Regions from separate parts of the Danio rerio genome. Here region 1 is linked to region 2. The links are chromatin contacts, called in public Hi-C maps. All regions are on one chromosome and are shown on one strand. The core of a region is the stretch at or near the end of the contact, and the rest is flanking DNA. Distances in the headings are between cores, read along the strand shown.

Region 1 (7,186 bases), core at 3,303-5,802, 73 kb before region 2:
ATATAAACGAATGGATGGATAGATGGATGGATGGAAAAATGGAAAGTTGGAATATCGATCGATAAATAGAAATATGGATGGATTGATTGATGGCTTGAAAAGGTTGACATATAGAGAAATGGATGGATGATAAATAGATGAACAGATGGATAGAAAGGTGGATTGATGGATAAATGGATGGATAGAAAATATGGATTGATGGATGGATGGATGGATGGATGGATGGATATTTAGATGGACAGATGGATGGATAGATAAATAAACAGATAGATAGATGGATGGATGGAAAAATGGAAAGTTGGAATATAGATAGATAAATAGAAATATGGATATATGGATTGATGGCTTAGATAGATATATAGAGAAATGGATGGATGGATAAATAGATGAACAGATGGAAGGATGAATGAATAGAAAATATGGATGGATTGATAGAAATTATGGATAGATGGAAGGAGATGGATGGATAGATAGAAAATATGGATAAATTAATATTGATGATGGATGGATGGATGGATGGATTGAAAAGATACATGGGATGGATATATAGATTGACAGACGACTGGATGTATATAGATGGATGGATGGATGGATGGATGGATGGATGGGCAGACAGTTGAATTTATTGATGGATGGATAAACCAGCTAGATGGATGGATGGATAAATAGAAAAGATGAAGAGAAGGATGAATGGACAAACAGATAGTTAGCAGGATTGACAGACAGACGGACGGACGGACGGACGGACGGACGGACGGACGGACGGACGGACGGACGGACGGACGGACAGACAGACAGACAGACAGACAGACAGATAGATGGATAGATGGATGAACAGACCCATGGAAATATATAGATGGACAGAAGGACGGTTGGATATCAATAGACAGAAGGATAGCTGGATTGACAGACAGTTGCATGGATGGATGAATGAATGGATGGATGGATAAATGAACAGACGGATAGAAATATCGATAGACAGAAGGATGGATATAGGTGGACAGACAGATGGATGGATAGACGGATGGATTAATTGTTCATTTTTATTATTGTTATGAATTATTGATTGAGTTGTTGATTGTAATAAATTAATTACAGGTCTTGTGAGTCTGAATAGTTATTATTAAGTGTTTTCTAATGAAGCAGGGTGCAGTGCACAGGTGTGTTCAGTGTTTTGTGAGTGCTGACAATAGTGTCTGCTTCTGCTGTCTGATTCAGCTCTCTCTCTCTCTCTCTCTCTCTGTGTCTCTCTCTCGCTCTCTCCGTCTCTCCAGCAGAAGTGTGAATTAGCTCATTCACACAGAAACAGAGATGTATTTCTCTGCGCGTCTGCTTTATGCACAGCTCACTTCTTCCATGCAGCTCCTCTGTGTTTGTCAGTCTCGAGCTGCATTCCGCCGCGCCGGCTTGGTGGGAGATGTTCATTTTGGATGACTCTAGACGGAGTGTTTTATGGCTTTATTCCCCACAGCCTCAGCAGCACACTTGTGTGTTTGTGCTTCTCCAAGTGCCAAGCAGACAGAGATAATGTGGGCTCATCTACTGTATACTGGGTTTATTCAGAGATGTTCAGATGTCTGAACTCATATCATGAGGATGGGAGGAATGATGGACAGATTGATTGAAGGAAACACGGTTGCAAATTAAACTGGATACATTGAACTTGTTGTTGAGTTCAGTGCAGCATTGTAGAACATATTAACACACCCCTATACCAGAAAACGTTGTGACGGTTTGGAAAATGCAAATAACGATAGTCTCCTTTACAATGGTCTTGCTGAGGACAGATACGCACCATTTACATGGGGCTTCAGCGTCAACGCTTGACTGAAGGTGTGTCTGAAGTTGGGGCTGAAGCGATCGTCATAACAGCGTCAGCCAATGAAATTCAGTCAGCAATAGGCCACTGTCTAGCTGGTGTATTTGCATACAGCGATCTGATTGGTTGACACTTCCATCGGCGCTTGATAAGTTAAGCTAGTCCCAACTTCTGCAGCGAGCAACGTCTCTGAAGCGGTGCCGACGGATCCACAATGCAGTTCGGCAACACCTGACATCACCCATTCAATGTGAATAGGAAGCGTTGACGCTGACGCCCCATGTGAATGGGGCGTTACAACCCTTTTTGCATCCTTGTTGAAAGTTACATTGCTAGCGAATAAAGATTTATGTTAATTTAGCAAGCTGAATGCATTGTGTACTGATTAGGAGACATGGAATAGATTGATTGACAGTGGTCTACAGCCAATCAGGACGCAGAACTCAATGCACTGTAAAAAACAAAGCAAAACAAAAAACAAAACCAAGTCAAACTGCAGTAAATAAAATCTGCTAAACTGTGTGGCCCAAAAGGTGAACCTTATAGTGAGAGACCACTGTATATGTCATTTTATTTACCTTGTAATGCTTGCCGCAAGCTCCATCTGAAATTGTGATGAATCCAGATAGAAAAATGAACAATTAATAAAGAAGTTGGGTCAAAATAACCAAACCCAGATGTTCAAAGGTGAGAGAAGCCTTTACTGTCCTTTCAGTTGGGTTGACTAAGCTTGGGCAACCAGTACCCGAGTAGGGCTGCTCGATTTTGGGAAAAATCATAATCACGATAATTTTGGTCATAATTGTAATCACGATTATTCAAAACGATTATTATTTTTAAGTCAAAATATTAACGCTCCTGAGATTTTTTTTTTTTTTTAATTTTAACAGTATTTCCTTTAATATTTTTTTTCTTCTGGAGAAAGGCTTATTTGTTTTATTTTGGCTAGAATAAAAGCAGGTTTAAATATTTTGAAACCCATTTTAAGGTCAATAATATTAGCCCCCTTATATATTTTTTGATTGTCTGCATCTGCAACTATATATATATATTTATATATATATTTCTTTTCCACCCTGCAAAGGAATGCGAAATAAATACAATAGTATAAAAATATGAAATAAACTGAGCTTTAAGCATCTTCACTGTAAGAAAAACACTTTTAAGCCAAACAGTTTAGCTTCTCCTTTTGTTTGATTAATAATCATAAAAACAGGTGGCATCAGGGATATTGCGCACGGTCACTTTAATGGTTTCTCTTTCACGTGTCTTTTGATTTTCAACTCTTTGTTTATTACTCAAATGAGGGTTAATATGAATAATTACTAAACTCCACGTTTTGACACCTATTTGACCATTAAACGCTCACATTAAGATGACTTAAGGTGTGTGCGCTCGGCACAGCTCAGTGTGCGAATAAGACGGAATGCTAACCACATGCTTCTGACTGTGTGTGTGTGCCGCACACACACTCAGAATCATGCGGTCTTTTGCGCTTTTAAGAGCAACAGAAGGGGCCAGTATATGATGCAATAATCGCTTATACCGATTAATGGTTTTTCATAATTGTTAGAAGCCAAAATTTAAATCGAAATCGGTTTTCCGATTAATTGCACAGCCCTATACCCGAGACAACTTAGCAGTTTTGACCCTGCACAATTAACCCAAAAATGTGTTTCCAGCATAAACCCTGCGTCTTTTACAATGTAGCTGGCACCCATTGACTCCCATTGGCACCCATTGCTTATTAATGCATATCACTGGACTTACGGAGACATGACTGTACACTCTAAAAAACCTTGAGTTATTTGTTTAACCCAATTGTTGAGTTAAACAAATTGGTTGGTGCTTTGTTGGGTTATTTTTAACCTTTATTAGGTTATTTATATAACAACTCAACCAGTTGGGTTACAGTTTTGGGTTTCAACAGTCAACTGATTTGACTGACACAGAACAGCTGTAATAATATGCATTTATAATGTTGTTTTTGCTTTCTAAAGTTTATTAAGGCTTTAATACAATGATATTGTTATATCTTTTATTAAATGACCTCTCCATGTCGTGTTTTTAATTATTGATACTGAGAGCTTTAAAGCCGATCAATACTAAATCCCTTTCTCCACCTCCCGTGTTCATCTCTGCGCTCCCGGATTCTAACCTTTAGGACCCAGCGGAGACATTCATTTATTTAATGCCATAATTAGGAATTCATAGTAGGAATAGTAATAGTAATCCCAGAATGGAGAAAATAACATTTAATCAAAATGACCCAATGCATTGGGATAAATGATTTAACCCAGTGCATTGGGTAATGTAACCCTATTTGGGAAGGTGCTATACAAACCTAAAGTTGGTGTCAATTTTTTTTTTAAACTCACATTTCTCAAGATTTTAATAAAAAAGTGATTTCTGACACTTTTTTTCATAAACTTTTATTAAACACACATCTCTGGATTTAAGTTGTGAAAATTTAAAGACACCACAAAAAAACATCGCCTCTGGACATCAGTTAGAAAACTGTCCGACAGGGGGCGTCAAACGCCGAGCGCCTGCAGCCACGCCTCCTCCTCCTGCTCATCTGAGTCTGAAAGGAAGTGTCGGGGAATCTCCTGCAAACAAACTCACATTGAGAAAAAAGAAAAAGCGAGAGAAGTGTATTGCATCACAGGGGCGCGCGTGTATAAATCAGAGGCGCGCGCGTGAGAGTCAGGCATTCCCAAAAAACACTCAGACGCGGGGCTCCTTCAATCGTGATGCTTTCTCACGATTCCCACGCATTTACCACACCTCGACATCAGATATGCACGGAATTACGCACGGATAAATCCCGCGTTTAATCTCCGATCTCGCTTTTGGATGAAGATTTCAAAAGGATGGATTTCCCGCGGTGTTTGCTGTCCGCGTACTTGCTGCTGCTCTCCTTCGCACAGTGCCAGCACTATTACCTGCTCAGACCCATCCCGAGTGACACTTTACCCCTGCTGGAGCTGAAGGAGGACCCGGACCCGCTCTACGATCCGCGGGAGAAGGATCTAAACGAGACCGAGCTGAGGAGCGCGCTCGGGGACTTTGACAGCCGCTTTCTGTCGGTCGGTCCTCCTCAGGACCGCTACGCGGGGAACGAGGACCTGGACGAGCAGGAGCTCCAGCTGAACCTCGCCGGGATGATGCCCAAAGACATCAAGAACCTGGACTTTGACGCGCCGTGGGGCAAAAAGCGCAAAGCCAGCAAGAAGCTGAAGCGGCGGCTGCAGATGTGGCTGTGGTCCTACTCGTTCTGCCCGGTGCTGTACGCCTGGAATGACCTGGGCTCGCGCTTTTGGCCGCGGTTCGTGCGCGCGGGGAGCTGCTACACCAAGCGCTCATGCTCGGTGCCGGAGGGCATGGTGTGCAAACCGGCCAAATCAACACACATCACGCTGCTGCGCTGGAGATGCGTGGCGAGGAGAGGCGCACTCAAGTGCGCGTGGATACCGGTGCAGTATCCCATCATCACAGAGTGCAAATGCTCATGCGCGAACTGACCAGCAGAAATAAAAAACATTATAATATTGAACTCCTGATGCGTTTCTGGACTCTGATGTGAAGCGTATTAATGCATATCGCTGGACTTAAATTATGGAGACATGACTGTACAAAATGTATCTCATATTTGTAAAATCCACATTGCTGGAAGAACTTTCTAAAGAAGAGAATTCAGACATGAACATCTTTTATAAAACAAATCTCTGGATTTAAGTTATGAACACTTTTATTTTGTGTTTTGGAAACACTTTATATTAACTTTAAGTCATTTAAAGAGATTAAAGATTTTAATTTTGTTGTTTTAAACAGGTTTGAGTTTCTTCTGTTGAGCACAAAAGAAGATAATTTGAGAAATGTTGATAGCTGGCACCCATTCACTTCCATAGTATTTATTTTTTACAATGGAAGTAAATGGGTGAACTGGCCGCTCATTCAGAAAACCCATAATAGAGCTCCTGATATGGTTCTGGACTCTGATGTGAAGCACATTAATGCATGTTGCTGGACTTAAATTATGGAGACACGACTGTACAAAATATATCTCATATTTAAAATTCACATTTCTGGAAGAACTTTATAAAAAAAGAGAACATTATTTATACAAATCTCTGGATTTGTTAAGAAAAGCTTTTATTTTGTGTTTTGGAAACACTTTATATTAATTTTAGATCATTTAAACATTATTTTCAGACATATTTAAATTCTGTCATTGTTTACTTGCTAAAAACCCGTTGGAGTTTTATCTGTTAAACCCAAAAGAAGATAATTCGAAGAATGCTGGTGATCGGCTCCTATTGACTTCCATACTATTTTTTTTTTATCGAAGTGCCAGCAGCATTCTTCAAAATATCTTCTTTTGGTGTTCAACATAAGACCACATGAGGGAGAGTAAATAATAAGGCAATGTTCATCTAAACACAATGCTGTGCAGATCAATAGCTCACACATTCAGATTTGATAACTGATGACTCAGCGTTGTGTTTTATATTAATATCTGTCATGCAAGTGTTCCCTTTCGTTTGTGTATGCACTATCATGTGTAGGAATGTATTGTCTGTATATGTCGTGCCATCATGTAATGATCTAGCCAGTATTATGTGTAGTAATATCCAGAGTCTACTGTAATTGTGGAAAATATTGGGTTGTATTTATATTGCAGAGAATGGAGCTGTCTGAGATGTCTATAAGGTTTTTTTTCCCACACAGATTCGACGACCTCAAAATTTATTGTGGATTTTTAATTTTTTTTTAAAGTCTCACATGCTGTGACGGCCGGAGACGATTTATCCTGTAAATTAAGATGAACTGTTATTTATTCTTTATATTCAGATAATAAAATATCAAACACAACGAATGGTTTGAGCTTTTTTTGTTTCCTCTGCCTTTGTTTCTTCTCATGAAAGAAACTTCAAAGAGGGTCTCCTAATTTACCATGACATGCTCTCACCTGGCTTAAGGGCCCCCGTAACCAAGGCAACCAATGCTGATGCTCACAGTGGCCCGTGTGGAGCCTTTTTATTACATCACATAATAATGCAGATCACAGTAATCAAACTATATTTAGGCCTAAATGTGAGGTTTATGTGTGTGAATTGAAGATAGATTCAGTTTGGTTAATGTAAGCGTATTTTTTGCATGTTATAGTACTAATAAAATTAATGGATTTTATAATCAGTCCGACCACAATACTTTTTATGCAATTGTCTTATTGCAGTTGTCTTATCTCTTATATATACTGGTTAACATTGATGCATTTACTTGAAATAAAATAAAATATTTTAATAAGATAATAATTATGTAATGTAATAATGTATTTAAAAAATAAATGAAATAATAATAAAA
Region 2 (7,114 bases), core at 4,580-7,079:
AATAAGCTTTGTAAATCATCAGCTAAGTGTGAACTCTTGAATCTCCGTTAAAAAGAAACTGGGGGAAAAATCTGAAGGGGGCTAATAATTCTGACTCCAACTGTATATTTTTCTTTCTCTCTTTTGATGTTTTCTGTCACATGGTTGACATTGACCAATAAGGGCGGAGTATCTCTTCCTTACGCAGATTTTAAAATAGCAAAACGAAAGAGAGAAGACTGTCACCGGCATAGAAGACTATCATCAGCATAGCAGTGAAAGCTAATCCCGTGCCTTCTAATAACCTCTCCCAGGGGCAGCATGTATATTGAGAATAGCAAGGGGCCTAAGACGGATCCTTGAGGCACTCCATACTTCACTGGCGCATTACTTTTGACAGTTGTCCGTTTACATTTGCAGACTGGTAATGGTCAGAAAGCTATTGAGCTGATAGCATCTCTCTGCAAAATCTTCTTAAACACACACACACACACATGATTTGAGGAATCAGTCAAACACTGCCGGACGTTTCAGAGTGTTTCAAGTATTAGCATTTGTCTCCAGACAGCTCGTGCCATGACATCATCATCCAGCGCATCGAATCAGTGTGTGTTTGTGTGTGTGTTCATGTGAGTGTGTGTGTGAAAAGTGAGAGTGTGTGTGTCAGACATGTCGACTCCGCTGCTGTGATGGATGGTCTGTGTTGCAAGACAGATGACAGTGTGTGTCTGCGGCTGGTCTGTGTGTGTGTTAACTGTGTAACACAGGCCAAACTAACGTTTGTTTACACTGCCACGTGAAGGAGTGATTTAAAAACAGCTTGTGTGTGTGTGAAGCTCGGCGCAGATCAGATTTCTAAACAAGCCTTTGAAATGTAGAAGATCGTTAAAGCCGTAGAGGAGTCCTAAATGCAAGCAGTCCGGCAAAACACACACTGTGGCATTTCAGGAGCTCAACAAAACAACACACATGTGGGTCATTTCCAGCCCTAGTGAGACGCCTACATAGGGAGCATCCTGACTGGGTTATCTTTAACTAAATGTTTAGCAATTGAATGTAATTTCTTATTTGTTGTTTTCAAGGTGACTTATTCCCAGCAGAGACACAACGTCGTAAGATGTATATTTTAGGTTTGATTTAGATCGTGATGTCGCGACCAAAATTCAATGTACGTTATTTTGATGTTCAATCACGACCAAAATCCAACATCGAGCCAACATTATATCGACGTCAAATACTGACATTTGTTCATCAGGTATGGCAACCAAAATCCAACGTCTGATAGATGTCATATTGGTAACGTACACACAACGTAAAGCTGTAACATCATTAGATGTTGATATTTGGTTGTTTTTAGGTTGCGTTGGAAAATGACCAAAATCCAACGTTGATTCAACATCTTAAACCAGCGTCATATTGACATCAAGTACTTAAAATTTATTCATCAGGTATGGCAACCAAAATCCAATATGTGCTAGATGTCATAGTGGTATAGTCCATACAATGTCAAGCTGTAACATCATGCGTTGATCTTTGGTTGTTTTTAGGTTGCCCTAGAAAATTACCAAAATCCAACATCGAGCCAACATCTTAAACCAACGTCATATTGACGTCAAATATTGACATTTATTCATCAGGTATGGCAACCAAAATCCAACGTCTGATAGAGGTTATAGTGGTAACGTCCATGCAACGTCAATTTGTAATGTCATTAGATGATATTTGGTTGTTTTTAGGTTGTGTTGGAAAATGACCAAAATCCAACGTTGATTCAACATCTTAAGCCAACGTCATATTGACATTAATTACTGACATTTATTCATCAGGTTTGGCTACCAATATCCAATGTCTGATAGAAGTCATAGTGGAAACGTCCACACAACATCAAGCTGTAACATCATGCGTTTATATTTGGTTGTTTTTAGGTTGCCCTGGAAAATGACCAGAATCGAACGTCGAGCCAACATCTTAAACCAACGTCATATTGACATCAAATACTGACATTTATTCATCAGATATATGGCAACTAAAATCCAACATCTGATAGACGTCATATTGGTAACGTACACACAACGTAAAGCTGTAACATCATTAGGCGTTGATATTTGATTGATTTTTAAGTCGTGTTGGAAAGTTACCAAAAGCCAACGTCTTCTTGACGTCAAATACTGACATTTGTTCATCAGGTATGGCAACCAAAATCCAACGTCTGATGGATGCTATTGTGGTAACCTCCATGCAACGTCAAATTGTAACATCATTAAACGTTGATATTTGGTTGTTTTTAGGTTGCGTTGAAAAATGACCAAAATCCAACATTGATTCAGCATCTTAAAAAAAAAAACGGCATATTGATATCAAGTACTGACATTGATTCATCAGATATGGCAACCAAAATCCAACGTCTGATAGACGTCATAGTGGTAACGTCCACACAATGTCAAGCTGTAACATCGTTAGGCATTGATATTTGGTTGTTTTTTGGTTGCTTTGGAAAGTGATCAAAATCCAACAACTTAGACCAACATTATATTGGCGTTAAATACTGACATTTATTCATCCGGTTTGGCAACCAACATCCAATGTCTGATAGATGTCATAGTGGTAACATCCACACATCATCAAGCTGTAACATCATGCGTTGATCTTTGGTTGTTTTTAGGTTGCCCTGGAAAATGACCAAAATCCAACGTCGAGCCAACATCTTAAACCAACGTCATATTGACATCAAATACTGACATTTGTTCATCAGGTATATGGCAACTTAAATCCAACATCTGATAGACGTCATAGTCGTAACATCCACACAGCGTTAAGCTGTAACATCATTAGGCATTAATATTTGGTTGTTGTTGTTTTTTTGTTTTTTGTTTTGTTTTTTTGCTTTGGAAAGTGACCAAAATCCAGCATCTTAGACCAACATTATATTGACATCAAATACTGACATTTATTCAACAGGTATGGCAACCAAAATCCAACATCTGATAGATGTCATAGTGGTAAAGTCCACACATCATCAAGCTGTAACATTATTAGATATTGATATTTTGGTTGTTTTTATGTTGCATTGCAAAATGACCAAAACCCAACCTCAAGCCAACATCTTAAACCAACGTCATATTGACGTCAAATATTGACATTTATTCATCAGGTATGGCAACCAAAATCCAACATCTAATAGACGTCATAGTGGTAACCTCCACACAAACACAAGCTGTAACTTCATTAGACGTTGATATTTGGTTGTTTTTAGGTTGCGTTGGAAAGTGACCAAAATGCGAGTTATGTCCGACGATGGAAAATGACGTCAATCTGACGTTGAGTTCTGACATCAACCCAATTTTCATTTCCACCTAAATGCAACGTCCCATGACGTGGGGTACAACATTAATCTGACGTTATGTTGACGTTCTGTGCCTGCTGAGGTGTTTTAATGTATTGCCATTGTTGCTTGCTGAAATGTGACAATTTTGGGTTTATTTTTTAGCCCAACTGTGGTCCTTCATCACAGACTACAATGGATCTAAGTTTTTTTTTTATTCTTGATGAATTAACTGTAATAACTTATTTTTTTCCACTAATCCTGTATGCATCTCAAATCATGTTTACAAAGAAATTACAATTATTTTTAAAGCTTCACTTTTTTGTTAATTTATTAGTTGTGTTCAAAGATTCAGTTTAGATCTTTTCCATGCAGACACTTTACTGTATTCAGCTGCATAACCTACACTGCACAGTTTAGAGTGGCTGGCCTAAGGCACACATGTGCAATAATCATGCAGTCTAATCAGCATCTTGATATGTCACACCTGTGAGGTGGATGGACTATCTCAGCAAATTTTTGTTGTTCTACGAGCTCGTACATGTTTTTTTTTTTTTCGGGAGAAGTTGCATGGAAATGTTTGATGCTCGTATGGTCGTGACTCGTACCGTGTTAGAGGAAGTTAGAAGCTGATTAACTTAAAAGCTAAAAAATGTCAAAAAAGTTCAGGAGCCGTCAGGTTAAATTTGTTAGCTGTGGTTTTTAATACCCGCTTTTCTGTTTGCACCCAAAGACCTGTAAGGGTTAGTTCACCCAAAAATTACAATTTTACTCACTATTTACTCGCCCTTGAGTGGTTTCAAACCTTTTTGAGGATCTTTTGTCTGACAAATTAGATGTCTTGAAGGAAGCTGAAAACCATTGAGTTCCATAGTAGGAAAAACAAATATTCGTTGCTGATTTCCAACATTTTTCAAAAATATCTTCTTTTGTGTAGAAAGAAACAGAAGAATGAAAATCTTAAGAGTTTGGAACCACTTGATGCTGAGTAAATGATGAGTAAAATTTACTGCTATTCATTTAACATTAGGGGCGGACCTTAAAGACTTATTTTCTGGTAGTGGGTGGAGTTAGGGGCGGGCCTTAAAGACTTATTTTCTGGTAGTGGGTGGAGTAAGGGGCAGGCCTTAAAGACTTATTTTCTGGTAGCGGGCGGAGATAGGGGCGGGGCCTTAAAGACTTATTTTCTGGTAGCGGGCGGAGATAGGGGCGGGGCCTTAAAGACTTATTTTCTGGTAGCGGGCGGAGATAGGGGCAGACTTTAAAGCAACACTTTTGGTTAAACTTCACCTTTAGTGAAGATTATTTATAAACTAATTTCGAGAGGATCACGTGCTTGTGATTGCTAGCAGCTGGATCCTCATTATCCAGTTCCTAATGCACCAATCAGACGATTCCTAAGCTACTACAAATACCCCGGGTTAAGTACCACCGCTATCTTCATTTTGAAGAATCCCCCCTTCCACCCCTACTCCTCCTTCTCCCTAGGTGGGTGATACGGTGGCCCAGTGCTTAGCACTGTTGCCTCACAGCAAGAATGTCTCTGGTTCCAGGCTTTACCAAATCAGCAGACATTTCTGTGCGGAGTTTGCACGCTCTCCACGTGCTCATGTGGGGTTCCCTGGTTTCCTCCCACCATCCGAAAACATGCAACTTAAGCTAATTGACTAACCCAAATCGGCACTATAGACATGCTCCTACTAAGTAGTTATCTCTTAAGAGCAATCACTAGAGCAGGGGAGTTCTCGAGATCTCCCCTCTCGCCTTGCAACGAGAGGGAGCCCCGTGCTCGAGGATCTTATGAGCTCAGGGCTCTCTCCCGGGACAGCATGCCAAAGTAGCTTATATTCAATCATCAGCTAAGTGTGAACTCTTGAATTGCTCCAGTTTCCTGCGTGGTTCTGGATGTTTCTGCTCATACCGTTTCAGATTCAACTCTGACTTAATATAATGCATTTGTTGAGGTAATATCTTTGCTAAACACTCAATATTTTTGTTATAAACATTTTAATTAGCATATTTATTGAATATGATATTGAATATGGAGCAGTTCAGATCATTTGATGAGCCCTGTTTGAGTTCATATCAAGATCTTTTCGGATTGCAAATCTGAGCACAGTTTGGAAAACTCACAGTTGGATTTTGTCTGAAATCACATGCTCTCTAGAAAAGGTACTTGGATTAGTGAACTATTGTGAGACAGCACATTCTCTTTATATGATGCCATGTGTTATTATGATACTTTTTACTTTCTTATTCAATTCACACACACACGCACACTACTTCTGTCCTATACTGTTTCTCACTCGCTGTATAGTGTGTGATTTCAGAAGCAGGAGATGATATATTGGAGATCTCTGGTGTCCATCAGGAGATTTGAGCAGTTCTCTGCATTTGTTATCATTGCAGCTGATATGGAGTCAGGTAAAGCGTGTCTTCCCATGATGCAGTGTGGCTGAACGTCAGCGAGTCTTTCTGGCGTCTGCGGGTCAGATGTCACATGCAGGTTAAGAGGGGCAAATCCACAGAGACGCGGAGACAGACACACACATTCCTCTATCAGCAGAGCGTCTGCACACTGTTGAGTGAACACTAGAGCTCTTCAGTCAGAGCGCCGGCGCCATCTGCTGACATCTGACACACATGCACCTCAACACCAACAGATTTAAGGTATTTTTTGGTTTAATATTTTATTCAAAATATATATTTTTTTTCATTTTATAATGAGGTAAAAATGTTATTTAACAATGTTAAGTCATTCAAATTGGTAAATTATTATTATTATTATTATTATTATTATTATAAATCAGTCAAACAACAACAGCTTTAAGGTATTTTTTTATTTAATATTTTATTCAAAACTTTTATTTTATTTTATGATGAGGTAAAAATGTATTTTAACAATGTTAAGTTAAATTAGTATTATTATTTAATTTGAAAAAATTACAGTTTAGTAACAATTATCAAAATTATCTGATATATTATCTGATTATAACACTTGAATTATCTGATTATAACAATTATCAGTTTAGTAACAGCAACTTTAAGCTTTTTTTAATGTTTTATTCAAAGCTTCTTTTTCTATTTTATAATGAGGTCAAAAATGTAATTTAACAGTGTTAAGTCATTTAAATAAATAAATAATTTTATTATTATTATTTTATTTTATTTTTTTACAATCAGTCGAGTAACACCAACAGCTTTAAGGTATTTTTTAGCTTTAATATTGTATTCCATTTTTTTATATATAATAATGTAAAAGAAAAAGTTATTTAACAACTTGAAGTAATTTAAATAAATAAATAAATAAATATAATAATAATTATTATTAATATTATCATTTATCAGTCGAGTAACAGCATTAGCTTTCAGGTAATTAATTTTTTTTTTTGCTTTAATATTTTATTCCAAATTTTTTATAATGTTAAGTGATTTAAATAAATGAGTATTATTATTATTTTTTATTTATTTATTTTTACAATCAGTCGAGTAATCGTCACCTTAGAATTATAAGGTTCTATCTGACATTTTTGTCAAAATTGAGTTATTGACATATTCTTATCAAATGACAACTTCTTTACATTATATGACGGTTCTTTATAAGTTGTTTAAATTTTAAGACTTTTTATTTAAAAAAAACCAATCAGGATTTTTAATGCATGCACGAGGACCAATCAGGATCAGCTTTCTTTTTCATTTCGCCGGAATGCTCCATTGACAGCAGGAAAAACATCAGAAAGACAAAATCACACAAAATCAGTCGACTAAATAATGCCGCACCACACAAAATTGAGATGTGTGTAAATGTGATGA

What was found. A called contact is a pair of places that touch in the nucleus more often than the background predicts.
Region 1: a contact with region 2 is called in a Hi-C map of an unstated tissue, with 5 times the contacts expected there. The contact joins the promoter of nog1 here to the enhancer-like site in region 2. A contact is called at or near these places in 2 of 18 Hi-C or Micro-C datasets (embryo and an unstated tissue).

What each region holds. Positions count from the first base shown.
Region 1 is chr3:7,852,128-7,859,313 of GRCz12tu, reverse strand. It overlaps nog1 (noggin 1), which reads left to right and starts at 4,552. Exons shown (of 1, transcript NM_130983.2): 1 at 4,552-6,694. The coding sequence starts at 4,693. The coding sequence ends at 5,343. All of the region lies in intron 1 of LOC101883776, which reads left to right.
Region 2 is chr3:7,780,801-7,787,914 of GRCz12tu, reverse strand. It overlaps LOC101883776, which reads left to right. Exons shown (of 5, transcript XM_073944112.1): 3 at 5,711-5,971. Among named protein-coding and RNA genes, the nearest start is that of cbx2, 59 kb to the right of the region's middle. Within about 2 kb of position 5,829, at least 12 of the 62 cell types and tissues checked have an H3K27ac peak or open chromatin away from gene starts, as enhancers often do.